2 separate regions of the Muntiacus reevesi genome follow, and region 2 is linked to region 1. A link is a contact called in public Hi-C data. All regions are on one chromosome and are shown on one strand. Each heading gives the region's core, a stretch centred on a gene start, on an enhancer-like site or on the middle of the called end of the contact. The rest is flanking DNA. Distances are from core to core; before and after follow the strand shown. Region 1 holds the start of IMP4 (IMP U3 small nucleolar ribonucleoprotein 4). Region 2 holds the start of NIPA2 (NIPA magnesium transporter 2).

The links. Hi-C and Micro-C count contacts between places; a contact is called where the count stands out from the background.
Region 2: a contact with region 1 is called in a Hi-C map of blood, with 4 times the contacts expected there. The contact joins the promoter of NIPA2 here to the promoter of IMP4 in region 1. A contact is called at or near these places in 2 of 3 Hi-C or Micro-C datasets (blood and muscle).

What each region holds. Positions count from the first base shown.
Region 1 is chr3:267,685,891-267,692,938 of mMunRee1.1, forward strand. IMP4 (IMP U3 small nucleolar ribonucleoprotein 4) reads right to left here and starts at 4,132. Exons shown (of 9, transcript XM_065931998.1): 1 at 3,805-4,132; 2 at 3,551-3,659; 3 at 1,662-1,745; 4 at 849-958; 5 at 640-772; 6 at 400-554; 7 at 222-316; 8 at 29-102. The coding sequence starts at 3,807. It overlaps CCDC115 (coiled-coil domain containing 115), which reads left to right and starts at 4,061. Exons shown (of 5, transcript XM_065932001.1): 1 at 4,061-4,142; 2 at 4,783-4,886; 3 at 4,974-5,056; 4 at 5,839-5,985. The coding sequence starts at 4,128.
Region 2 is chr3:267,933,390-267,940,437 of mMunRee1.1, forward strand. It overlaps NIPA2 (NIPA magnesium transporter 2), which reads right to left and starts at 3,898. Exons shown (of 6, transcript XM_065932013.1): 1 at 3,650-3,898.

The sequences.
Region 1 (7,048 bases), core at 2,882-5,381:
CAGGTGTAGGAGAAAGCCCCAAACTCACACTTCAGCTCAAAGCGCGGCCCAACCTCAGTCAGCTCCACATTGCGGTGGTTGGTCTTCTTGTATACATGGTGCCTGGGGCAGAGGGGACAGGACAGGGTTGAGGGGAGGCAGGGAGCAGCTGCAGGATGAACAATAAACAGTACAGCGACATAAAGCTCAGGACATCACTTGAGCTGGGTCAACAGACCCACCGGAAGGAGATGTAGTCATCCTGATTGGCGAAGGTGATGACCCGGTGGCTGTCATCTTTGGGCACAGGGAACAGGTAGCGGAGTATGTCAGAGACCTAGGGCAGCAGGAAGAAAAGCCTCAAACGCCTGGCCTGGAACCCCCCAGCCCCCAGCCCCCAGCCCATGGCCTCAGACTCACCCGCTTACCCAGGCGGGAGGAGAATCCATGCATGATGAGGTGAGGCTTGGCCTCTGATGCAGTGCCCAGGTCAGGGATGTCATGCCTCATGACTACGTTGCACAGTGTGAAGTACGCAGTTGGGCCAAAGGGCAGGTGGCTGACAATGAGCCCCACTGGCAGGGCCACGAAAGCCGTCAGAGACCTTCTGCTCCTAGCCAGCCACCCTCGCAGCACCAAGCTCCCTCCCACCAGCCTTACCGGGTGTGCCTCGATGCTCATGGACAACCAGCAGGTCAGTGACCCCATTGGCTTTGCAGGCTCGCACCAGAGCTCCTACCTCATGCCGGCCACGGTTCATGCGCTGGGCACCAGGGAACACCAACTTCAGCTCCTGCATGTGAACTCCCTCTGGTTAGGACTGGGGCTCCAAGTGTCTGAACACCTCCCACTCACACCTGTCGTCATACCTTTGCAAACATCTTAAGGCGGGAACTGGGATCTCGGGAGGTAGTAATCATGATCTTGGGATCTTCAACCCCTGCCCATCGATACTCATCATCTACGTGGCTGGTCACACCTGTTAGGAGCATGAGGCACAAGAACACGATATTGCCGAGGAAAATGAAATGCTAACTTGCGGAGGTCAAATCCACCTAGAACAACACTGTCTGACAATACCTTCAAGGATGAAAATGCTCTGTACCTGCTCTGGGCAGCAGGGTGACCCCTGGTCAAACTGGCTACAAGCACAAGTGTGATCGAGGAATTGAATCTTTCTATTTAATTTTAGTTCATTTAAGCTCTGGTAATCACATGGAACAAGCAGCTACCATGTTAGCACAAGTTCAGACTCTGTTAAGACCAAGAGTAACAGACTCCTTTGCCTCACAGCAAATATTTATGCTGTGATTCCTTTCATATTTGCTGAATGATGCAATGAATCACACATCTGGACACCAATGAAGTCCTGGTAGCGGAGGACACAGGAATGAACGAAATGGACACTGTTGTGCCCTAGCAGAGCCTACGTTCCCAGTGAGAAGGCCAATCAACAGACCAAGTACAAAGTGGGGTAGTACTGTGTCATGGGAGCACAACGGGGAGCACTCGGTGAGAGGGCCCCTGAGGCGTCATCTGTGCACAGCCACGAGCGTGCCTGGAGGACAATCTCAGGATCAGGCGCTTCACAGCCTTTCTTCAAGGTGTCTCAGGAATGACATGGGAGTTAGTGGGCTCAAGTGCAGCAAGAGAAGCTGGCCCATAGAGCCAGGGAAGGTCACCTTCACCGCCGGCATCATCAAATTCCAGGGACCCCTGTAAGGCCAGAGCTTCCCTGCGTAACTCGGTGGGAATCAGGCGGTTCTCTGCAGAAGGAAGACAGAGAGGTTGAGACAGACATGCACAGAACCTTCAGTTTTTACAACACTGTACAAACTTGATGGAAAAACACCCCTTTACTCTGCTCTGAGCAGAGAGCTGATATGTAATCAGAGATGAAGGTGGAAATGAAATGATTTATTTTTGGCTATATGTCACCTTGTTAAGAGTGTTTATAGGTGATTTCATTTACTATGGGTCCTGAGTGTCAAGACTTGAGAGGTTTCTAAAATATCTAACCACAAGTAAGCATTCCCTGTGTAGTCAGAAAAAAATTAATGTTAAAAAAAAAAAAAAAAAGGAAACTACTCATTCTATACGAAGGTGGATCAGGAAACCCTCAAACCCTCTGACATTAAAATCATTAGTCGTGATGCTCTGTCAGAGGTTCCCTCTGTGAACTAAAGCTAGATTTGGCAGAAGAGCTGGGCTGTGTGGCCATGCCCACTTTGAAGCATGTCCTTGAATCCAGCCCTTCTCTCTAACATACCCTGGACAAACTCTTGCACACTGTAGACAGTGTTCACAGCAGCAGGGCTGACCCAAACTAAAAATAAGCTGTCCACTCCCCACAGTGAACTGGATGAAGACCCTGTGGAATATGCACCTGCAGGAGCCCCACCTACATTCAATGGATTTTAGAAACGATGCCAAAAAAAAAAAGGTGGCAAAAGAATATACAAAACCTAATACTACCTAAAATCAACCAATATGATTTAATATTACAAACAAGCATGATACAGGCAAAAAAGAAGACGAAGGAAATGGCTTATTTTTAATCAATATTCAATACTGTGGTTCTCTAAGTTGGGGGAAATATTTCTGAACTTCAATATATTTATCATTGTTCACTTCTTAAGGTGAGCAGACAGGTCATTACATCAGGAGCTCAGTCGCAACGGACTCTCTACGGGCTCCATGGGCTGTAGTCCGCTAGATTCCTCTGTCCCTGGAATTTTCCAAGCAAGGATACTGGAGTGGGCTGCCATTTCCTACTCCGGGTTCGAACCCACATCTCTTGCATCAGCACGGTAGATTCTTTTACCACTAGCGCTGAGAAGCTCTGTTTTACATTATGCTTGACATAAACATACATACACATACTACAATACTTTACATGCCTAAAATCTAAGACAATCAAAGTGAATTTAAAACGGAGGTATTGAGTTGATGCACTATCAGGAAACAGAGCTCCACCAACACAGGAACCAACAAGATACATATAAATAAAGCATTTCCAAACAGGCATGTGTGACAGACTCTTAACAGTAGGGCAAATGGGCAAAATATTGCAAAGTTAAATTCCTAACTTACAACGCAAATAAAATTAAGTTCTACACAAATTAACAGTTTTCAAATACAAGGGACTTGTAACAGCAGTAAAAGACAATCAGATATTACCTTGTAGTGAAAATAGGGACCAAGAACAGAAACGACGCAGGGGAAATATGTATAGGACCACGTGAAACGTTTACATCTGGAAAGGCCTAGACACTGTAACTTAGCGACTAAACAACAACTAAGACACTGTAAATAAAATAAGCAAGCTGTAAAATCTGGATACTGTAACATAAATGACAAGCAATTCATACCATCTTGAAAGGAACATGTGCAAACCATGAAGAAGATCAAACAGTTAAGGGAAATGACCAGTAAATACGTGAAAAGCTACTCACCACACTAACACAAGTAAATGCTAATCAAACGCGTTTTACAGCATTGAGGCCTGTTTCCCGTTGGGTTTTAAAACTAAGGTCTCTAGAAAAGATTGAAGAGCGGGGGAAACACGTACCCTCAAGCGCGCGCCGAACCTTGTCCTTCCTCTCCTGGGCCGTTCGCTCAGCCTCCTCTCGTGCCTTGCGGTACAGGTACTCGCGGCGAAGGCGGGCCTCGCGGCGCAGCTGGGAAAACAGCGGGCCCATTCAGACACCGGTTTTCGCCAAGCAAAGCGGGCTCCAGAAACATACGCCCAGACCCCACCGGCCACAGCCCCAGCCTCCACCACTCCCCAACCTCCAAAACAGGAGTTTAAAACATCCCTCCTACCATCCTGAGCGCAACTTCCACGTGGGTCCAGGAGAATCTTTGGATACCGCTTGCGCAACGCACTCCTCGCTTCCGCCGTCCTCGCTTCCGCCCTTAACCAAAAGTCCGTAGAGACCTCACTGGATTCCGCTGATTCCGACAATGCCCGAAGTTAAAATGGCGAACAGAGGGTGGGAGTCGCAAAGCGATTGGCCAGACTGAAGCGCGTGCTCACTGAAGCAACCAATAGGCAGGATAGGGTGGCAAGGTGCTGTCACGTGGCTTAGAACGGCAGTTAATAAAGGCTACAGCCCGAGGCTTCACTACCTACCGCGAGGAGACGAATGTTCAGTTTGAAGGTGAGGAGCCCCTAAAATAACCATAACTGTAGGCTCCAGCAGCTGTAAAAGCTGTACAGCGATTGACCAGATGATCGCCTACCCGCCCATTCTGAAATTAAAGCCGCCCCTCCTTTAAAATGGACGCCTCGTTTCATCACCACTCCGACAACCCTGCATTTAAATCGCGGCCTCTTCCAGAAGTGATACGGAGATACCCACAGCTCTCGCCGACTGTCCGGGTGGCTGGTCCCCTTCGGATACTAGTCTGCCGAAGGTTATCACTTCCAGGGTCGCAGCTCTGAGGGCGCTGATCCTGAAAAGCACAAAGCAGGCAGCCACAGTCCACCCACGACTAGGAACGCCCCCGAGGGGGCGGGCCTCTCACGCCTGTTGGCTGTCCTGCTAGGACGGCGGACACTCACTGGGACACTCACCTGTCAGGAACCGGCTCTCGACTCAGCCGAGCAGATGGCTTCTCGGGATCTGCGGGCCGAGCTGGACTTTCTTCTCCTGCAGCTCCTCGGAGACCTGGAGCAACTGGAGGCGAAGCGGCAGGCGCTAAACGCCCGGGTGGAGGAGGTGGGAGCTTAGGGCGGGAGGGCGTGCTGGCACCCGCACGGAAGTTACTTCGTTTCACCTCTCTATTCTCTCTTCCCAGGGCTGGCTCTCGCTCTCCAAAGCGCGCTATGCCATGGGTGCCAAGTCAGTAGGGCCCCTGCAGTATGCCTCCCACATGGAGCCCCAGGTCCGCGTCTACACCAGGTGAGGAGACTTGCATGCTGCAGCGGGTGGGCGGGCAGAGGCCCGGCTAGGGCCGCCAAAGGTCCAATCTCTCTTCTCGTTCTGTAGCGAGACTCAGGACGGACTCCAGAAGTTCTGGATGGTGAGAGCCGGCACCCAGACTCCAGAGGAGGTGGGGTCCCGCGAGGCAGGTGAGCTCCCCCTCTTCTTCCCGTAGGGTCCCTTCCCATATAAAAAACAAAATGCATGGGACGTCTGAGGAGATGATATTATTTCGGCTGTTGCGATAGAGCGCGCCCCAATTCTGAAGATCAGAATATCTCAGTAGAGCAGTTTTGTGTTGTTGTTGTTTTTTCAATATTGCTTCCGCTTTATGTTTTGATTTTTCGGCTGCAAGGCATGTGGGATCTTGGCTCCCTAACCAGGGATTAAACCTGCTCCCCCTGCATTGGAAGGCAAAGTCTTAACCACTGGATCGCCAGGGAAGTCCCTATGCAGAGCGGTTTTTTTGCCTTAGATTTATAGGGGGAATAGAAAGTTATGGATGAGGTCCTTTACCGTTAGAATTGTTTTGCAGTCAGGGGAAGTCTCAGCTGAACAGAAGATGTTTATTTCTGTGTCTAGCTAGTTTCAGGGGGACAAATTTCGAATCCCAGTTAATCATTCATGAGACAATGGGGAGTTGAAGGGTGTGTCTGACCTTTCAGCAGGTTCAGGCAAAATGGCAAAAGTCTCTGTGCCTTTTTCACAGGTAAACAAGGGGGGTCATTTGCCGGTTTTATGGCAGTCAGTAAAAAAGAGTGGACAGACACGGGGCGGGGGGGGGGGGGGGGGGGTGGTTCTTTGTAATAAGGTATTTTCCGAAACATAAAACGGATTTTCCAACAGTTGGTATTTTCTGGGATCTTGAGCTTAGACTGAGTTTAACATTGTCGCCAAGAAGATGGCCAGGTATTAATAACGAGACCACCAGCCTTTCTTTCTTCAGCTCTGCGCAGGCGCAAGGGTCTCCCAAGGACCCCAGAGCAAGACTCCTCCCCAGCTCCCCAGAACCCTTTGAAATGGTTTGGAATCCTGGTTCCTCACAGTCTGCGACAAGCTCAAGCCAGCTTCCGGGAGGGTGAGTGACCCTGAAAGGGACTTTCTATTTACCGGGAGTGCTAATGCCAGGCTTGGGATTAGTCTGCAAAAGGCTTTGCAGGTTTTCTCCATTTCAGACTTGTTGCACACCTACAGTTTTTTAAAAAAGCATTTATTGGCTGTTGGCAGAGTTCAGGTTCATAGGAGATGCTGGGGATACAGCAGGAAACAAAAGGTATAACACCCTCATGGGATCTTTATTGAGTGCAGAAACATGCATGCAAACAAATAAGTAGGCCCTAAATAAAATACCAGGCAATGAAAGTTGCTATGAAAAAATAAGGTAGAGAGAGTGCAATGGATGGCATAGCCTAGGGGAGCTGTTGAATATTTGGTAGCCTGGAAAGGCCTCTGAAGAGATGAAGGAAAGACCTTTGTTGGTGATCTGGGGGAACAGTGTTCTAGGTGCCAGGGACCAACCAGGGCAGATCTCTGAAGTGATGTTGCGTCTGGTATGGCAGAGAGGAGGCCAGTGGGCAAGAGTGGAGGTGGTGTGGACAGTTGCAGATAGGATAAATGGGGGGAAACTGCATGTTTTTTCCAGTAGAAAACCACAGGATTTGCTGATAGATCAATTCAGGAGTAAGGGAGGGAGAGCAGTGAAGGATGCGCCCAGTCTGTAGTCAGAATGCCTGAAAAGGTGAGGTGGGAGGGCCACAGAGCAGCAGCTGAGGTAAAGTCAGAAGTGGTGTTGGGCTATGTTCCTGGTGTGGTAGAGATTTTGAGTGGATGGTTGGGTACATGGATCTGGAGTTTGGAAGAGGCCTGGACTGGAGAGAGAGGTTTGAGAGCTCACTGCATAACACTGGTTTTAAATTCCCAAGTTGCTGACACAGCCACAGCATTAAAGTGGAAATGGGATGAGGTCAGCAGAGGTTCCAGGAATGTGAACAGGAAGTAAGGGGAAAAAGGAGGGAAGAGGCCAGTCAAGAAGACTAAGCAGTGGGGCGGAAGCAACATCAGGAGGGTTAAGTGTGATCTGGAGGGAATGATCAGTGTGACCAGGCAGTGTGGCAGAAGACAGGACTGGCCAGTGATCTGGG
Region 2 (7,048 bases), core at 2,648-5,147, 250 kb after region 1:
GAAGGTCAATCACAGCCAGGAGAGCCTGAAACAGAGATTATTTTTTATTTCTCAAGGATTCGCTTCAGGCAGAGCCAGTTTTAAGAACAGTTAAACAAGAAAACTTGCTAAGTTTCACTTCAACTAGGTTCCAAAACTAGAAATGACAAGTCCCAGGTGGTAACCTGCCCATCTTACCTCTCAGAGGGACTCAGGTGAAAGGTCCTACTCCGCTACCCCTGTTAGTTTAATTTTTGTGGAGTCTGTTCAATAGCCATACACTAAGCAGCACACGCCCCAGGCACTGGCATTATAAAGATGACCAAAAGTTCCTGTCCTCAAGGATTCCACAGCTAAGTAAGAATTCGGAAAATACGCTATTCAAATTTTAAACACACTTCCAACTTTTAAAAACTTCTAGAATTTTCAGCTTGTTCTAACAGGCACTTAATTTTCATAATTGAGTTCACTAATATCTCTGAACACTTAACTGTTAACTTTCATCAAATGCAATTATGTAAAAAATGAAATACAGCTCAAAGGAAAAAAATTATGAAACTGGTCCACTTCCTTCTAAAGCACAGAGAACATACAATTGAAGGAAGAGGAAAACATGAACCCGTATTCTAACACCTATATGAAAAGCCTGAAATAAGATCTGTTCTGGGAGTCTCTGGCAATCTAGAGATCAGGACACAGTGCTTTCACTGCCCTGGCTCCAGGTTCAATCCCCGCACAGGGAGAGATCTTACAAGCTGCAGCACAACCCCCCAAAAAAACAAAAAAAAAAAAAAAAAAAAGAAAAAGAAAAAGATTTGCTTTGCAAAATGACATCATCAATTTCAAAGTTAGCTAACTTTAAAAATTATACCTATTTCTTTAACAGTTTTAAACTTGTCACAGCACTTTTGACATTTCACTTTCACAAGAGTTTACATGTGATAATGTTAAGTAACTGCTCATGCAGCTGGTGAGTAGCAGACCTGGGATTAGAAAATGAGTTTCCTCATCCTCAGCCTTTCGAGTTTTCCATTAGTTTCCTTTTAGTCCCCAAGTTGGAACACAATCAAGGGGCAACTCAAACCAGGTTCTCAGTGTACGTCAGTCTTCATGCCCAACCTGCTTCTCGTGTTCCAACTGTGGCTTCCTCATCTTTCATCACCCAAATTGCCTACAATGGCCAAGGGTGCCAGATGGATTCTCTCTCTGAGAGAAGCCAGCCACTGGCTGGCTACCCACTATTTACAGAAAGAATTCCAAATTCTGTAATCCAATATTTAAGACCTTTCACCATTTGCTCCAAATCTGTATTTTAAATCTCTACTTGCTGTATTTCCTAAATGCTATGGTTCCACCCTAGGTCAACACACTACTGCCATTTTTACTTATTCCTTTCACTCCTCTGTATCTTTTTTACATTATTCCTTTCATCTTTAAAGACCTACTTCAAAAAAGCACCTCCACAATGAAGCCCTGCTTGAATTCCATAAACCAATTTTTTTCTGAATGTGCTAACCTTTATTCTGAATTTCTCTTTGGACACTTTTCCAGTCTCTATTATGAATGATTACTAATGTACATGACTCATACCCCCCTCACTGTGGCTCCCTATGGACAATGGTATGCTTATCTCATTTACTCAGTCCACAAATAACTGATTTACAGTAAACGAATACATACCATGTTCAAAAACAGGGATACACAGTGAATACAGAAGACCAAAACCCTGCCCTTATGGAGTTTACCTTCTGTTGGTAAATAACATTAATTTGGAAGGTGGTGAATGATACAGTGAAAAGTAAAGCACATTAAAGATTCTGAGTAATCTTAAAGATATTGGGTAACACAAAGTAATTGGGTTCAGGCGCTCCTATTTTAACTAAGTTGGCTAGGGGGCCTACTGGAGAATGTAACACTGCACAGAGGCTTGAAAGAAACAGTAAAAGAACACAGCACAGAAAGAAGCGAGAGCAAAGGCACCAAGGCAGGAGCAAGCACACTGTTTCTTAGGGAAAGAAAGGCTGATGTAACTGACACCAACTGAGTCAGAGGGCTTCCCAGGCGGCTCAGTGGGAAAGAACTGACCTGTCTAGCAAGAGATGCGGGCTCGACCCCTGGCTCAGAAAGATCCCCTAGAGAAGGAGATGGCAACCCACTGTAGTATCCTTGCCTGGGAAATACTGCGGACAGGGGAGCCTGGCAGGCTACAGTTCATGCAGTAGCAAAAGAGTCCAACGCCATTTAGAGACTAAACGAAAACTGAACCAGGGTAGGTGGGATACCACAGCAAGGTGTGTTCATACAGCAGAAATACCCTCAAAAGAGTGTAATTCTTTCTTATTATTATGTTTCCCTAATAGTAATGACTACCACTTATTGAACACCTCTGGAGGCACTAGTGTGACTGATACACATTATCAATCCTGGTGATTGATACACATTAATTCTAATCCACACAATAATGAGAAAAAGCTATCATTACCCCCCACTTTTTAGGTAAAGAAACCAAACCTCCCACAGGTTAAATCTTAGGTAGAGGATCACATAAAAGTTGCACAGCCTGAAATGGAACCTAAGTGTTCACTGGACTCAACTTCTATAAAGACTGCCCACATCTAAGAGTTCTCATTATTTACTTCTGCTTGGTTTCCACAGCTTTAATTTTTTCCAGCCTCTCCTCGGGCTAATTACTTTTAAACATAGTAACTTCAAATACTATAGAACCTAACGTTCCAATCCTATTTAGCAACAGTAATTATAAATTAAAATTTTAACTTACATGTAAGTTTAATATGGTCTCTCTTATGAATAAAAGGCTGGAAGAGGTTAGAGATGACTTATTCATTCTCATTTCCTCGTAAATAAAACCCTTTATTCTCATTTAAAGTTTTAAGCCCTGGCAGAGTAGCTCCAGCCTGGAAAGAAGAAAATACAGAAGTAGCAAAAAGAATGAATAGTTACTGAACACTTTTTAAAATTTAGCTACTAGCCTCCATACTCATTTTACTTACCAACTAACATAAATCCTACTCAACTGAGCATAACATACTCCTTCAACAGACAGCTTACTGGTATGAAACAAAGATCTCTATTCTCTCATATTTATTGTTAGTACTTTAACAAAAAATGTACTAACTGGGTTCATGGTATATAGGGAATTTCTAGAAACAAAACTAAAACAGAGTGTAGTAAACGAGTTGAAAAATCTAGAAAAGAGATTCAAGAGACAAACACAAAATCAAAGGTATAATGAATTTTGTTCAGTTGTACGGAGAGGGAGAGAGGGTTCACTGACTTTATAAAAGTTAGGAAATTAAACAGGCCATGCTCAAAACGTTACAATGACATCTAAGGCTTGTTCAACTATCAGTTACTATCTCCGTGGTAGCTGAAACAATCTTTTGGAACTCATAACAAAATGGAACTATTTTAATGAACTTAATGAACAGGCGCCCCGAAAATGCCAGGCCAGGTTTCCGTGGGATTTATTGGCAATCCAATTAATGGTGGAATTACTCGATTCAGGTTACGGGGGAAATTACTTCCACCTCAGAACACGCGTGGCTCAGTGTCTCCCGAGAAAAGAGTCCTTCCTGACCCAAGAGGGGCAGGCCTGCCCACAGTTAGCCCCTTCGCGCTTGCCGGAAATGAAGAAAAGTGGAGACCTCACCGAAGTTGGCAGGCCCGCCGCGCGGCTTCCCCTCCGCTATCCGGCCCGGGTCACCTCCGCTCACACCCCCACACAGGCCGCTCCGGCTACCCTCTCCTGAGTTCGCGCGGCCACCGCCTTCGTCTCCGTCCAGTGAGAGGTGCGAGCATCCAGGGCTGCAGCCGTGCGCACCGCTTCCTCCATGGGGGAGCGCCCAGGGGAACTTGTCCCGGACGACCTCCCGCCCCCACCACCACCACCACCACCACCGCCGCCGCCGCCGCCGCCGCCACCGCCGCGAGCACCGCCGCCACCAGGACCTAAAGAGAGAGCGAAAGAGAACCTGGGCGCGGCCGAGTGACGCAAGAGGCAGCGCGCGCGCGCGCAGTGCGGCGCGGCAAACGCCCCGCCCCCGGCGCGCCTTCCGGAGCAAGGGGCGGGACAGAGGAAGGTGGTCTGGATCGTTGGCTGACCAAGTGATAAAAATCAAATCAAATCAGCCTCAAGAAGTACCGTGTGCGGTGAATTCTCACGCGCGGTTAGCACATGAAGCTGTGTCTCTAAGCTATCCTAGGAAAAGGTGCTCCGAGAGGGCAGGGGCGGGACTAGAGTGAGACCCGGAGGCCTGGGCGAGTAGGAGGAGGCCAAGGGGCGAAACCGAGTGCTGGAGGCGGGGCGGAGTTTGGCTCCGGGTAAGGCCTTCTCTTCCCAGACGGTAACTAACCGAATCCGAATCTCCTCGGTACGTTCTTTGGGAGAGGAGTTCACGGTTTGCTATAATGCCGACCTCCCGACACTTGGGACATTTATTTTTCTTCAGATGCACGGGAGACCCACTGCTAAGCTGCCCTGCCTTGGCTTCTTCCGGAACGTAGAAAGTTCATGGGACCCATGACCATGGTTTCGTCAAAAAAGGACGAAGAGGGCTCATTTATTTATTAGAAACCAGGAAGAGCAACGTTAGCTGGATCTGGAGTGAGACCTGCTAATAAAACAATACCTTGGTTACAGGTGCAATTCCTCTGAGGATATTTTTCCAGTTTTTGACTAGATGTGGGAACACTATTATACCAAATTTAAATAATTTTGGGTGGGAATCTTTCTAATATGAAGTCTGTGCTTATTTAGTCAGAAAACGCCAAGTGTAATTTGCTTGTTTAGGACTGCAATCTCATTGGACTATTATCTAGACTGCACAGTCCCTGACTACTCTGATTTTGGTAACCATACAGCTTCTAATTTAAAAGCTTTTAATCTGCCCTAAACTTGGCAACCAGACAACTGTCCTTTTAGAATTGGCTCAGAGGAACTTTTTTGTTTACTATTTTGGTCTCACCTGTTCTATCTAGAGGACATGGTCAAATAAGCAATTACACTGACTATTGAAAGATAGTTGACAAGCTGGTCTCTAATGATGCAGTAGACTGTTAAAAATGGCTCTAATTCTGTACCCATCCGTGTGCCCACACATTTTGCAGAGTGGCTTTGCAGTTCTACTCCATCCCGACTCTGCCTTAGCCAAGAAAATGTGGTGGTTGCCAGCCTAAATCATGATGAGAAGAAGCCTGGACTCGGAGGAGGAGACCAGGTGGAGAGAGCACCTTGCAAAGCCACCTAACTGACCCAGAGAACAGACATAGAGCCAAGTTGGTTGAGGTACACAAAACTGTCCTGTTGATCCGCAGATACATGAGAAAGAATGAAGGAATCTTCTATTAAGCCACTCTTTTTGACATGAATAGGTATGTAGCTGCTGCTGCTGCTAAGTCACTTCAGTCGTGTCCGACTCCGTGTGACCCCATAGACGGCAGCCCAGCAGGCTCCCCCGTCTCTGGGATTCTCCAGGCAAGAACACTGGAGTGGGTTGCCATTTCCTTCTCCAATGCATGAAAGTGAAAAGTGAAAGTGAAGTCGCTCAGTCCTGTCCAACTCTTCGCAAACCCATGGACTGCAGCCCATCAGGCTCCTGTCCATGGGATTTTCCAGGCAAGAGTACTGGAGTGGGGTGCCATTGCCTTCTCCGAGGTTATGTAGCAATAACTAATAAATTCCAACAGGTACCTCTAGGAGGCAGATGGCTGTAATGAAAGCAGTGGCTAGTTCATATGAGTGAAAATGCTTAGAAACTATCTTGACTTAACAAATTTGCTTGCACCTCTTTTCTGCCAGTATTGTTATCATACCAATTAAATCCTGCCTCATCTAATCATCTTTCTGTCATCACTAGCTCACAGACTCATCTCAAATTCATTATCTGAACTCAGCACACACCTGACACTTATGTCTGCACGGTATATTTTTATAAGTATATGTAATACCCCCTGCTAATGTGATACAAGCTCCTTAATGCCCAGATAACTTCTTCAGCGCATGATGATGCACACCTTATACACAGAAGTGTTCAAGCACTGATCATGAGATCTTTAAAAGTTGAATGCCTTTTCATATACTGCTAGTAGGATTGTAAAATATTTCAATCTCCTTATAAAACAGTTTGGCAATTTCTTAAAAAGTTAAACATACACCAACCATATGATCCAATGATCCAGCTGGTCAACTTCTAGGTAATTTTATCCAAGAGAAATGAAAGTATATACCATTAAAAGATACAATGTAAATGAATGTAATCTGAACGTAAATGAACATTTAGTAACAGCTTTATTTATAATAAAAAAAATAGAAACAATCTAGATGTCTGTCAATAGATGAATGGATAAACATCTATGGTATGTCTTTATAATGGAATACTACTGAGCAATAAAAGGGAATGAACTGTTGATACATGCTATAATATGGTGGCATGTCAAAGTAACTCTGATAAGTGAAAGAAGCCAGACCAAAGAGAGGTATACATTGATATAATATTCCAGGAAATGGATGGTAATATATAGCAACAGAAAGCAGATGAATGGTTGGGAGTAGGGGGGGCAAGGAAGGCAGATAGCTTGCAATGGGGTAAAAGGAAACTTTGAGAGTGATAGGTATGTTCACTGTTTTGCTCGTGGTGATGCTTTCATCATATGACATCATATATATTAAAGCATACCAAATTGTGTATTTTATATACATGAAGTTTATTGCATGTCAATCATATCTCAATAAAACTATTAAAATCTACTTTTGTCATTGTTAGAGAAGTATAGGCAAGATTTATTAATATTTTTTAACAATCATGAATTAGTAAATCTAAATTACTTCTCATATATACATTGTCCTTCAATTACTCTCCTGTATTTTGATTTTGTTACCATAGATGTCAGACAGAAACATGAGAATAGCATTTCAGATAATCTTTTTAATTTAGCTCAACCCCCTATTAGTAATTTGACCCTTTTTCATTAAGAAGTAAATAATGACATTCTCTAGCATTTTAATAATTATTATATATATTTCAATTAATATTAGTTTACTCAAGGCCAT